Regions from separate parts of the Mus musculus genome. Here regions 1 and 3 are each linked to region 2. Evidence: chromatin contacts called from public Micro-C and promoter capture Hi-C data. All regions are on one chromosome and are shown on one strand. Each heading gives the region's core, a stretch centred on a gene start, on an enhancer-like site or on the middle of the called end of the contact. The rest is flanking DNA. Distances are from core to core; before and after follow the strand shown.

Region 1 (3,684 bases), core at 528-3,027, 530 kb after region 2:
ATAGCAACAGTCAGCTAGGACTGGTGCCAATGCCAGGTGGAAACACTCTGATGGAGCCCCAGCATGGGTTAGCTTGCAGCCACCAGCATGTGAGAATGGCAGACATACAAATGGTAAGAAATATTCATGCCGTACCATTAAGAGAAGACTGAATTTAGAACTGTGTGCGCGTGTGTGTGTGTGCGTGTGCGTGTATCTCTATCTCATATTCTTGACTTTATACAACATGTACTAAGAGATGTAACCACTAGATAGTTGGTTTACCAGCAATCTTATTTTGTTCCTGATTGCCTAAACTTTCAAGATTACCACAACTAATATGTCCTGGAACTAACTCATCCTGTAAGCCAGGCTGGACTCACTCTCAAGAGATCTGCCTGCTTCTGCCTCCCAAGTCCTAGGATTGAAGGTGTGCATCACCGCTGCCCTTTCTAAGGAAAACTGGGGTAGCTCGTTCCTCCTCCTTCAGTTTCTGCAGCTTCAGCTAAGCAACGTGGGGTGCTTTGCCTTGTATGGAAAAGGCTGAGGTGTGATTTGAACTGTATGCCCCCCTTCCCCATTCACTGAAGGCCTCGGTTCTATCTTGAAGGCAGACACAACTTCTAGAAGGATAATCAACTTAGGCAGATCTCTGTGAGTTCAAGGCCAGCCTGGTCTATAGAATACCAGGACAAACAGAGCTGTTACACAGACTAAACAAACGAAAAAAATCCAAGGGTTTCCCACCCCTCTTCTAAGTATGTCAGACTCAGGGTTGCGCTGTGAGGGCTTCACAGTCTGGGTTGGCCCACAAAAGCTGGGGCAGAGGGCAGTTGGGGCACACCTGGTTCCAGGCAGGCATGTTCTCCATCCAGTGACTGTTTCAGGGGATTACAAAACCCTACTTACCACCCTGCCCCATCCAGTTCCTCCCAGCCAAATCCTGCTCCACCTTGTGAGGTAGATCAGTACTGGGGGCTGGAGAGTGAAATATCACTACTAACTGAGCTGAGTGGGTGGTGTCGCCCTCAGCAGCTGGGGGGATGGCAAGTGATGTAACACGTGTTGCAACATTAGTGAGTACCAGGATGGAGAATGAAGCCAGGCTAGCCTAGGATACCAGGTTGCCTGGCTCAAACTGGGTAACCAGCCGAGCTAAGCATGAATCTTGCCTCATCCTTAACCAAATGACAGGATGCAGAAGAGTCAAGTTCCCCTAAAGAGAAGCTAGTTGTAGTGGCACACCTGCAATCACAGCACCTGGGATGCCAAGGAAGGAGGATTAAGAGTTGGAAGCCAGCCTAGGCTACAAGGCGAGACCTTTTAAAAACTGGAAATAATTGTCTGGGACTCCGACCTGAACTAGCTAGCCGTCCGTCCAGCACAGGGCAGCACGCTTTGGCCAAAGTCCCTTCCTGAAAGTCGTCTTGCTGTGGGTGCCCTCAGGATGAAAGCCCTAGGGATGACTGACACTCACCCCATCGCCCAGACCCCTCGCGTGACAGGGCAGATCCTTTATTCTTGTTTTCGCTGCGGGCAGCTTCCGCCCGACGCTCACCCCGCAGGACCCCGGAGTAGGCGGCGATGAGGGTCTTCATGCTGAAGCCAATGCACGTCACGGCCGTGCAGAAAGCCGCCTCACGCCGCGCCCCTGACCCATGCCCCGGCCGCCGGGGCCAGGGCTTCGCGCTGAGCTCCGGGAGCTGAGGGACAGCGCCCAGGCCGTGGCGGCAGCAGGGCGAGAGCTGAGGTAGGTAGCCGCTGCCACCCTAGATGAGCAGAAAGCCAGCGAAGCGCGGCCACGGCGCCGAGCGCCGCTGCGCGCGCACTTTATAACCTCACAACGGGGCGGGTCGTGACGCTATAGGGCGGGGCAAAAGGGTCCGCCCCGGACTGTGCCATGTTCTTGTAGGGGGTGAGACTCCCGGCGATAAACTATGCACAGAGCCCAGGAAGGCAGCATGGCCTGAACTGTACGGTTCAGAGTCTATAGAATACGGGCAAGGGAGCCGGAGTCCCGGTGTATGAAACTACTCCTGGTTGCCCCAGCGACCGCCTTGTCATTCTCCCAAGCCTCTCTCTCAGACGTTAGTACGGTCCAGCAGCTGGAACGTGGGCAGGGAGTTTGAGCACGTGCGGGACGATCCGGACCGTGCGGGTGCCTGTGTCCCTTTTGGCTGTGCTTTCCTTGGGCAGGCCTAGCCTGCAGTGAGTAGTGTTGGAATTCGTTAGGTTACAGCTGGACCTGACAGTTACCCAAGTGCCGCAGCCTTTCCTTTTACCAGCAAAAAAATAGGAGTGATTGAGTCTTATCAGGAAGGAACCTAGAGCGATGGAGTCTACTACCTGTAATCCTACAATCCTAGCAGCTCGCTCTCTCTCTCCTCTCTCTCTCTCTCTCTCTCTCTCTCTCTCTCTCTCTCTCTCTCTCTCTCTCTCTCTCTCGCCTCTTCTCTCTCCTCTCTCCCCCTTCTCTCCCCTCTCTCCTCTCTCTCTCTCCTCTCTCTCTCTCTCTCTCTCTCTCTCTCTCTCTCTCTCTCTCTCTCTCGCCTCTTCTCTCTCTCTCCCTCCCTCTCCTGTATGTATGCAAGAGTTTGAAGCCAGCCCAGGCTACATAGTGACCCTGTCTCCAAACACCAAAGACAAAGGCAATACTACAAGCATAGTGAGTGATGGACTTCAAGCCCAGTTCCAGACCTCTCTTCCTCTCTTTTCCTCAACTTCAGGGTGTCTTTTGTTTGGCTTGGTTTGCCGGAGGGGGGCAGGGTGTGGGGTTGAGGGTTGTGTGAATGTTGATGTTTTGGTTTTTCTTTTCTTTTCTCTTTTTAGAAATTGGGTTTCTCCTTGTAGCCCTGGCTGTCCTGGCACTATGTAGACTAGGCTGGCCTGAATTTATAGAGATGCACCTTTGTCTGACTCTAGTGCTGAGTGAAAGGCATGTGCCACCACTCGCAGTTTGCAGCTTCAGTTTTCTTTCACATCTGTAAAAACGGGAACACCCGTGATTGTATTGTGAGAGGCTTTGAGAATTGAGGAACTGAGGTATATGGACTAAGCTCACTACAGGCACTGGGACTCATTCCCATTGCCCACAGAGGAAGAGGAGTTCCGCAGAATGAGGGTGTGAGCACAAGCCGAAGGGCAGCATCAGTCAGCATGTCTGGATTGGGGCAGGACCATAGAGACTGTAGTCCTGGCAACGTGGGAGATGGAGACTGCAGTGACATGGGATTAGAAAATCCTCCAGTGTCTCTCTTAAGACTTTGGGGTGGGACTGGGTTCTGGGAGAGCCTTAAAAGAAACGAAAGAGGTAAGATGAATTGTAGGATCCCTCTTGACAGAGTATGAGAAATAAACGTGAGGACAGGTTGCAGTGGGGAGCTGGGTGAGTGGGAGAATCTCAAGCAAAGGCAGTGGTTAAAGGTATGCCCTTCAGAAAAAAGATAGGACTGGGGTGTGGCTCACCTTTGGGTTGCATACTGTAAGGTCTAGGTCAATAGGGCCTTGGGGAAGAGCAGAAAAGAAAGGAGGTGAGTTCTACCTGAAGAGGGGAGAAAGTCCCAGGGCCTGTGACAAATGCCATTAGTGAAACCTAGAAACACTTGCATGATGAGTGGTGGGGCACAAATCTCACTGAGAAAATACTACCAAACCCAGAGAACTGAGTCAACCATAAATAGAAGGAAAAAGATCCTAGGGCATGAT
Region 2 (3,742 bases), core at 351-2,850:
CAGCTCCTGACAAAGGAAAAAAAACACCATTTGAGAGCACAATGACCCAGCTCATACTAACAGGGGAAAGAACAGGTTTTAAAGTCAAACACTTCTTGGTTCCAGTTCCAGCTTTACAACATAATTAGTTGTTTCATCCTTGTGAATTGGCCTCTCTGAACCCAATTTGTATGCCTTTATTTTAAAAAAAAAAAAAAAAAAAGTAATCCCAAGTTTGTTTCAAGTATTATTTAGAAAACAGGGCAAGCCAAGTTCTGTCATAGTGGCTGGCATATGACTTGCCAAACAGACTCTACCACCTGTGCAACCTTGGACAAGTGATTTGACCTCTGCCAGTTTCCTTAATAATAAGTTAGGAGATAAAATAAGCAAACGGTGGAGCATGTCATTTGGATAAATGAAACTCAATAACTCTTTTCTCAAGTTTTGGCAGTAAAAAAAGAGTCATTTCGACCAGTTACCAAAAGTTTAAAAGCCTAGAATTTCGCACTGTGAATTCCTTGGTCAAACAAAACTACACTACAGGTTGAGAACTCAGTAGATCTTCCTTAACATCTGTTAAACTGATAAATGGATGGTCAGCAGCAGAGTAGAATGAATGAATGAGCCAGCCTAAGAGTCAAACACTAAACCGATATGACTCTTCAACTGCGTTCCAGGCTCTGGGTTGCTAACTCCAACTCTTGGCCTCAAGTGGAGCCCCCTTCCCCCTACTTCCCATAGTCCTCTGAGCTCAGAACCAACTCTGAGCGAGCCAAACTGGATGGCGCGCCCCAGCTGGCAGGATGACATAAAGAAAGGGGGTGGAGAGGAGGAAGGGGCAGAGCCAAAGGAATCCGCTCGCTCCCCAAGCCAGTCCCCGCCTCCCGGTAGAATCTCGGAGGCGGCCGGCGACCGCCCGAATCGGGTACCACGTCACGGCATCCCAAAGCATCCCCTCCAGGGAAACGCACGGCGGGGCCGCACAGCAAAGGAAAGCCGGGCAGCAGAAGCCGGAGCGTGCTCCCGGCACCGGGGTCGCACCGACTCCGTCCCCCGCTCAAGTGTCAGCAGGCAGCCCGCCCCGCCCCCTCTCTAAACACGCACTCGCTCACAGCACCACAACAAGAGCAGCCCGCCCGGCTCCTCGCCCGCGCGGCTCCGAGCGGGTTCCAATGTCAAGCCCGCGCCCCCGCGGCCAGCAGCCAGTCTTGGGAACCCTGGCCAGCGTCCGCGCCTCGCGCACTCCTCAGCGGAGACGACAACGGAGAAAAAGCGGGGGCACGGACAGACAGTCAGACAACCCGGAGTCGCCTCGGGGCTCCTAGACCTCGACCTCCGGCGTCCCATCACCAGGCATGCCGGAGTCGCCCTCAGTCCACTTGAGGGAGCCCCGCGATCCCGTTAGGAAACAACGGAGGATGGGGCTGACCGACCCAAGCCGGGCTCCCCGTGCCTGGCCAAGCGCTCCCCTACCCTGGATAGCCTGCCAGCTTTTCCCAGGACCCTGCCTGAGAGACACCCACCTGCCCGGCCTTTCGGGGCTCATCTAAAAGGCTCCTCCGCCAAGACTAGGGGACACCAGGAATTAGGTTTGTTTGCGGTGCCTCAGAAGGGGCAAGATGGCGACAGATACCAGAGCGCAGGCGCAGGCGCGCGCGGCTCGCCGGGAGGTGTAGTTCGCCTTTCCCGCCTTTTGAGAAACGAGCACTCAAAAGCCTCCATTCTTCCTGTCCCTTTTCCTCTGCCTTTTGAAAGGAAAGGGCGGACAACGCGGGTCCTAGTGGGAGTTGTAGTCCGAGTCCAACCTCGCTCCTCTTTCTCTTGCTGCTTGCTGGTCACATGCGCAAGGAAGTCTGGGAGTGTAGTTCCTTTCGGCTTCTACATTACCCTCCAGTCTCCAGCTTCGCGCGCCTATCCTCCGGTCTTTCCCAGCCAATCAGCTGCTCTTTCGGCTGTACGTGTGGCGTCACACGTAGCGGTCAAGATGGCGTCTGTAATTGGAGCTGAGCTTCGACCTTTTCACTCTAGCGAGGGTTGGGATGAAAAGAACACAGCTTGGTCCCTGATGCCCAGTTGAGGATTAAGATCTGGTTCCGTAGACGCTTGGGAGTAGTCATCAGCGTCTTCCAGCCACCCAAACGACAACTCAAGAAAGGTTATCCACTACGGAGAGAGAAGACCTCACAGTGGCCCGTACACCTTTCTCGGTGTTAGGAGTTGCAAGTGGAGGAAAGGAATCCGAGCGGTCTCAGCTTGGAGTTACGCCATGTACGAAGTAGGAGAGGTAGTGATATCTCGTGCAAAATCTGACAAAGGGAAGAAGGGACTTACTTGAGGCACTACGACATGGTAGGTTCACCATCAGCCTTTGTTCTTAACCACACAATGTTGTGGAGGCCTTGTGCCCCTATTTTACAGATCGATAGGGACCCAATATATTGTTTCTCTGATCCAAGAACTCAAAGTTAATTTCTAGTATTATAAATCCCATCGAATTTTGTTGTGTCCTCCCTCTAAATAAAGAACTCTGGTAGCATCGGATGCAATGAAAGTGCAAATCTTGAGGAATTGTTAGTGTGCATCCTTCTGTTAGCAGATTCCCGTGAAAACTAGGGTAACCACTGGGAGGACATCTAGCTCAATGGCAGATTGCTTGTCAAGTATGTGCAAGACCTGGAGACCTGAATCGGATTCCTAGCACTAAGGGATGTTAGGATGGACACACGAGAAAAACTACCCTGTGGGAATATTAAGATACACAACGTGAATGAAAGTTCTTTTCCTAGTTCATTATGAATTACATTTATAATCTCAGCACTGTAGAAGTGGAAGAAGATGAGGAATGCAGGGTCAGACTGGACTGCAAGAGACACCGAGACCAAAACAAGAAAAAAGAAGAAGTTTTTAAGTAAATTGTGAACCACTGCATATGAGTCTACTCCTGCTCCTGAATGGAGCTGTAGGTTAGTCAGAAATAAAAAGGACCATTTCCTATACAGCTCTCCTGGCCTTCTTATTGCACCCTATTTTGAGGTCAGTTTCTTAAGAATACCTTGCAAGGTAGTAAATTAAGTCTTCTCGAGACAGGAATCAAAGGTGTACACCACCACCACCTCACTGGTAAATTAAGTTTTAATAGGAGGTTTTGTAATTTAACAGACATTCTATGATTTGACTCTTGCAGCATCTCCGTGAGACAGGCGTAATTAAGCTTCACCACTCTATAAATGGGAAAGCACAGTTGTTCAGGAACTGGTGAACTGAGAGGGTTCACATAGTAGAGCCCTGTCTCTAAAGAGCTGGAGAAATGGCTCAGTGCTTAAGAGCACTGGCCTCTCTTCCAGAGAAGCTGGGTTCTATTCCCAGCACCCATATGGCTCACAACCATTAATTCAGTTACAGGAGTACCTTAGGCACTGGACACATGTAGTATACAGATATCCACGCAGGCAAAATACCCAGACACCGAAAGTAAATCTTTTAAGACAACAAAAACTTTTACAGTAAGTCAAAAATAAGTGACAGATTATTAGAGTTGACCCTCCATCTCTTACATAATAGGTCCTTGGTACGGGTTAAAAAGCATCCCTAAGGTCCCACATAAGTAGATTGATAAAACAAGAATTTAAGTTTTGGCAGCCTGGGGTTGACGAGAAGGTTCAACAAGTGTTGTGTGTCTGTCTTGCAAGCCTGATGACCTGAATTCAATCCTCCAGTGATAGTGGGAGAACTGGCTTCACAGAAGTTTCCTCTGATCTCC
Region 3 (4,159 bases), core at 1,433-3,932, 960 kb before region 2:
TAAAACTATTTTAATGAAATTAAATGTTAGATGTTAGGAGCCTTCTGGATGAGATAAAGCCTTGAGTAATTCTGACAATAAGTTCAAGGTTATTCAAAGTCTAAACGACAATCAGAGAAAGAGCACTAAGAGGATGTGGCCTAGTGTATACATCACTAGTGCATACAGTCATCTCTAGGGAAAGTTAGCTAGAACCTACAAGACAAGCTTGTGGTACAGACCACCTTCCCTGTCCAGTACCTCTTGCCCATTTCAGAGCCACCTGACTCAGTTTCCATCTTTCTAGCCTAACCCCTAGAAGATTCTAACCCCTGTCTGTGTCTGTGACCTGGTAGCTTTCCTATTGCTTTTGAGCCTTTCTCTTTTCAGTTCTCTTTGTCTCTCATCTCCATTCTTCTGAGTATTCTTCTTTATATAATGTTCTTCTCTGAAGCATGAAAGAGATGGGTATGTTCCTATTTAATCTGTCTTCTAATTATCTCTTGCTCGACTTTCGGTGTTTAAAATGAACAGGTCATGGAATTATTAAACTGTATTTAAAAGTTCTTACAAAAATGTCACTAGTTTCTAAGAGAAATTCCAAGAAGCCAGCAGGCTCTGTGGCAACAACTGAATTCCACGGTCAGAAACTGTTACAGAAAGCTGACACAACAGGAGAGAACACCCTCACACTTCGGTTCTCTGATTTTCTATTACAAGCCTGTTTTGTCTGTTCTTTAACATTTTATTTTCTAGTGGGATACCTGTCGTTGTACTATGACCTCTCCAAACAAATCATTTTATTCTACTATAGGGGCCAAAAATAAAGAACATAATAATGATCAAACCTCATTAGAACATGTCCCTATGTTCTAATAGTAGTAATTCTGGTCTAGTAAGAGTGGGTTTGTAAGCCTAACTCTTACTGTTACCCAAAGGCAGGAACCCTTATAACCTCTTATCTTTACGGGGCTCTGTCAGTTGTTTCCAGGTGATGGTTTGCATTAAAATGCTGGAGCCTGGCACCCAGTGCTTGGAGGGATCTTCTTCACAGCTAAGATTTCTTTCTTCACTTAGCACCTTGTATAAAATGTCTTGCCATTGGGCTATTACAATGTAAATGATTCTGAAGACTAAGACAAATTGATGAGAAACTACTATACTGGTTCTTGCCAGTTTTCTCTGACATACATGGGGGCTCCTTTTCTGAACCAAGCACTGTTTGTTTCACCAAATAAATGTCTTAGGGAATGTCTCAGATTAACCATTTCTCCAATCAGACTCATAGGCTACTCTTTTTAAGTACTGGGGATTCAACCCAAGCTAATCCAGCAAGAACTCTATCTGCTACCCTTGGAACCTACCTTGAAAACCTCTTTCTGAAATCTACCACTTAGAAAGCACACCTACTCAACGTTTTAAACTGGAAATTTAGAAACGATATTTAACCTCTCTTCTTTGTCTATTCTTGTCTTCATCGTCACAAATTCTTCCTCTCAATCTATATCCACATGACGAGGATTTTAACCTTCAGAGAGTTCTAGAATCTTTTCTCATCCCCTCCCTTACTCCACTCCCACCTTCTCATTCCTGTTCAGGGGACCTGCCTCCTAGTCTCACTAACAACAAACTAAATTTTAAAACGTAACACTTGGAACTGACTGGAGACATGGGTCAGCTTGTGAGACTGCCTAATGCCTTTGCAGATAGGGTCACTGCGCCCAGGCAGGGTGGCTCACACCTGACTGTATGTAGGTAGGTATATACATATATGTGAGGAAAAAAATCTTTAGATTCCTCTGTTGAAAAGAATCCAAAGGGAAAAAAGGAGGAAGAAGAGAAAGAAAGATAAAACTGCTATCACATCCTCCATGTATGTTATCCAACCTAAACAGCCTTAGCCCCATAGATATTACAATTCTACAGCCAAAAAAAGTGGAGTCTAGAGGTCAACTGACTGAATTCCATCCACCAACTCTAGCTTGTGAGTTTAATGCCTCAGGTCCCATCTGTTAAAGTGGGTAATAGAAAATGTGTTCATATTGTGTATCATAAAGAAAAAAATTAATTGAGCAAGTGTGGTGATGGGTGCTCATAGTAGTACCAGTAAACTGGAGTTCGGTGCAAATCGATTATGTATTGGAAGCCAGCCTGGGATACTTAAAGAAGCCCTGTCTCAAAAACCACGAAGGAATCCATGAAGAAATATAAGAGGTAAAGTCCGTATGCTGTGTGGTCTATAGGTCTCTGTTATGGGTTTCTATTCACCAAACCTGTAGGTTTTCACTGCTCTTATTCACTGGGACCTAGCGAACAGGGAAGGCAAGGGTTCCTAACCAGTGGCCTACCTTTCCCTCGGGCAGTCTTTTGACTGTCTTGCTGCGCACTGTCCATCATTAATGTAACCTTTTCGTGCTCGTGGCATGACTCGTGGGGATGGGGCGCTCGATCTCTCCGGCGACGTGGGGACTAAGAGGTCTGGTAAATGGCTGTGTGAACCCAAGGAGAACAGGCCTGACGAGGCGGAAGCAGGGTAGACTCGTGCACCCAGCCGGGAGACTTGGGATCTCCAGATGCGTGTGGATTTTATTTCTGTGAGTCCTCCTTCGGCGAGGGACTCCTGGGGCCTGGGTCCCTTCCCGCTTTTTGTTGGGAAAGGCTTGGTATTCCTTATACATCCTCTCTCGGGGTTTGCTCCTATGACCTTCAAAGAGAACCACATAGAAAACACTCGATTATTCTAAGCATCCTTAGAGGAGCGGGAAAGGGGAACCGATGCCACGTGACAAAAGCCAGCCGGCTCGCTGCGGACCTCTGAGTTGCCTAGAACATCCCGTCTCTATGGTCAACCGCATGCTAAGGCCCTCGCTGAGAAAGTTGTTCTTCCGGGCTACGACTACTGCTTCCGGGGCAGCTCCGTGCGAGCCGCGATTGCGGTACTCGCCTCTCTCGGTTCGCGTGGAGCGATGCTTTCCCCGGCAATGAGCTTCCTCAAAAGCTTCCCGCCGCCTGGGTCGGCCGACGGGCTCCGGCTGCAGCAGCCAGACACCGAGGCTGTGCTGAACGGGAAGGGGCTCGGCACCGGCACGCTTTACATCGCGGAGAGGTAAGGTTGGGGGGCGCCGACCAGCCGGCCGGCGCTATTGTGCGGGCAGGGTGGGATTGTCCCCTCCCGAGCTCGGCTGGTTCTGTCCCCTAGCCCGCGTTTCTCCCTAACGACCTGTGCGAACCGGCCTGTCTCCTGCAAGCCTGGCGCGTGGTCACGTTGAGTTTTGAGTCTGCAGAGCCTCGGTTAGTTTTTCCGTGGGCCTAGCTTTCGGAATGGTCGTGTCAACTAGACGATTTCCCTGCGTGGAATATGTAGCTCAGATTGTGACGGGTTACGACGTTTGGTTAATGAGCTGGGATGTTCTGCTTCAAGTGTGTGTGTTTGTGGGGGCTGGGGGGAAGGACCATCTTCAGGCCCACGCAGGGCGGAGTCACAACCAGCCGAACCCGACTCCTGGATGTGCAGGTCCTGGAAGGAATTCTTCTATTTCACTACCTGCAGGATTCAGTACTTTCACAATAACATAGACATGCCACTAAAATACACACTACATACACGCTCATACCCTCCTACCCCCACCCCATACCTTCCTGTTCACCCGCCCTCCCTCCCCATTTCTTTCCTTTCCCTTCCTCCCTCCTTTCCCCCCTCTTTCTTTCATTCTTTCTTTCTCTTCTCATTCTTTCCTGTCTTTCAGAGTCTCTGGTTTACCTTTTGCTATATTCTATTTGTTGGCCACAAAGGAAATCCTCTGCTTTTAAGAGCTCGAGTTATAACATTGCTCCTGCCTAGAAAATCCAGGCTATCTCGTTTATTTCACCATCAGTAGATTAGTAATCTTAATTACATTCAAAGTCCCTTCTTTCATGGCACTGGAAAACAAATCTCTTGGGGACCAAGATTATGCCTACTACAGAGCCCAGGGTATAAACGTGTAAAGAGCTATTTGTTCAGAGAACAGTGTGGATAGTGGGACTGGGTGTTTAGACACCGACTAGAAATACAAATGTGGGTGGGTGCGCAGTTTGGTTGGTATATGTGTTTGGAGTAGCCATGAGGGAGAAAGAAAAGGGATGGGAGGGAAGAAGTTGTGAGATTCATTCATTCATTCATTCATTCTGTAAGTTCTGT

Evidence for each region. Promoter capture Hi-C pulls out the DNA fragments that hold promoters and counts their contacts. Hi-C and Micro-C count contacts between places; a contact is called where the count stands out from the background.
Region 1: a contact with region 2 is called in a Micro-C map of embryonic stem cells, with 4 times the contacts expected there. The contact joins the promoter of Dgat2 here to the promoter of Emsy in region 2. A contact is called at or near these places in 1 of 39 promoter capture datasets (embryonic stem cells), 2 of 484 Hi-C or Micro-C datasets (embryonic stem cells and uterus), 6 of 115 datasets of contacts at active chromatin or transcription factors (astrocytes, cardiomyocytes, embryonic forebrain and 3 more) and 1 of 9 other capture datasets (liver).
Region 3: a promoter capture Hi-C map of liver shows a contact between it and region 2, with 2.3 times the contacts expected there. The contact joins the promoter of Rsf1os2 here to the promoter of Emsy in region 2. A contact is called at or near these places in 4 of 39 promoter capture datasets (hematopoietic stem and progenitor cells, liver and pre-B cells), 1 of 484 Hi-C or Micro-C datasets (pre-megakaryocyte-erythroid progenitors), 1 of 115 datasets of contacts at active chromatin or transcription factors (embryonic stem cells) and 1 of 9 other capture datasets (liver).

Annotation. Positions count from the first base shown.
Region 1 is chr7:99,180,936-99,184,619 of GRCm38.p6, forward strand. Dgat2 (diacylglycerol O-acyltransferase 2) reads right to left here and starts at 1,778. Exons shown (of 8, transcript NM_026384.3): 1 at 1,457-1,778. The coding sequence starts at 1,577.
Region 2 is chr7:98,654,969-98,658,710 of GRCm38.p6, forward strand. It overlaps Emsy (EMSY, BRCA2-interacting transcriptional repressor), which reads right to left and starts at 1,601. Exons shown (of 20, transcript NM_172280.2): 1 at 1,506-1,601.
Region 3 is chr7:97,693,785-97,697,943 of GRCm38.p6, forward strand. It overlaps Rsf1os2 (remodeling and spacing factor 1, opposite strand 2), which reads right to left and starts at 2,683. Exons shown (of 3, transcript NR_154552.1): 1 at 2,328-2,683. It overlaps Clns1a (chloride channel, nucleotide-sensitive, 1A), which reads left to right and starts at 2,873. Exons shown (of 7, transcript NM_023671.2): 1 at 2,873-3,085. The coding sequence starts at 2,946.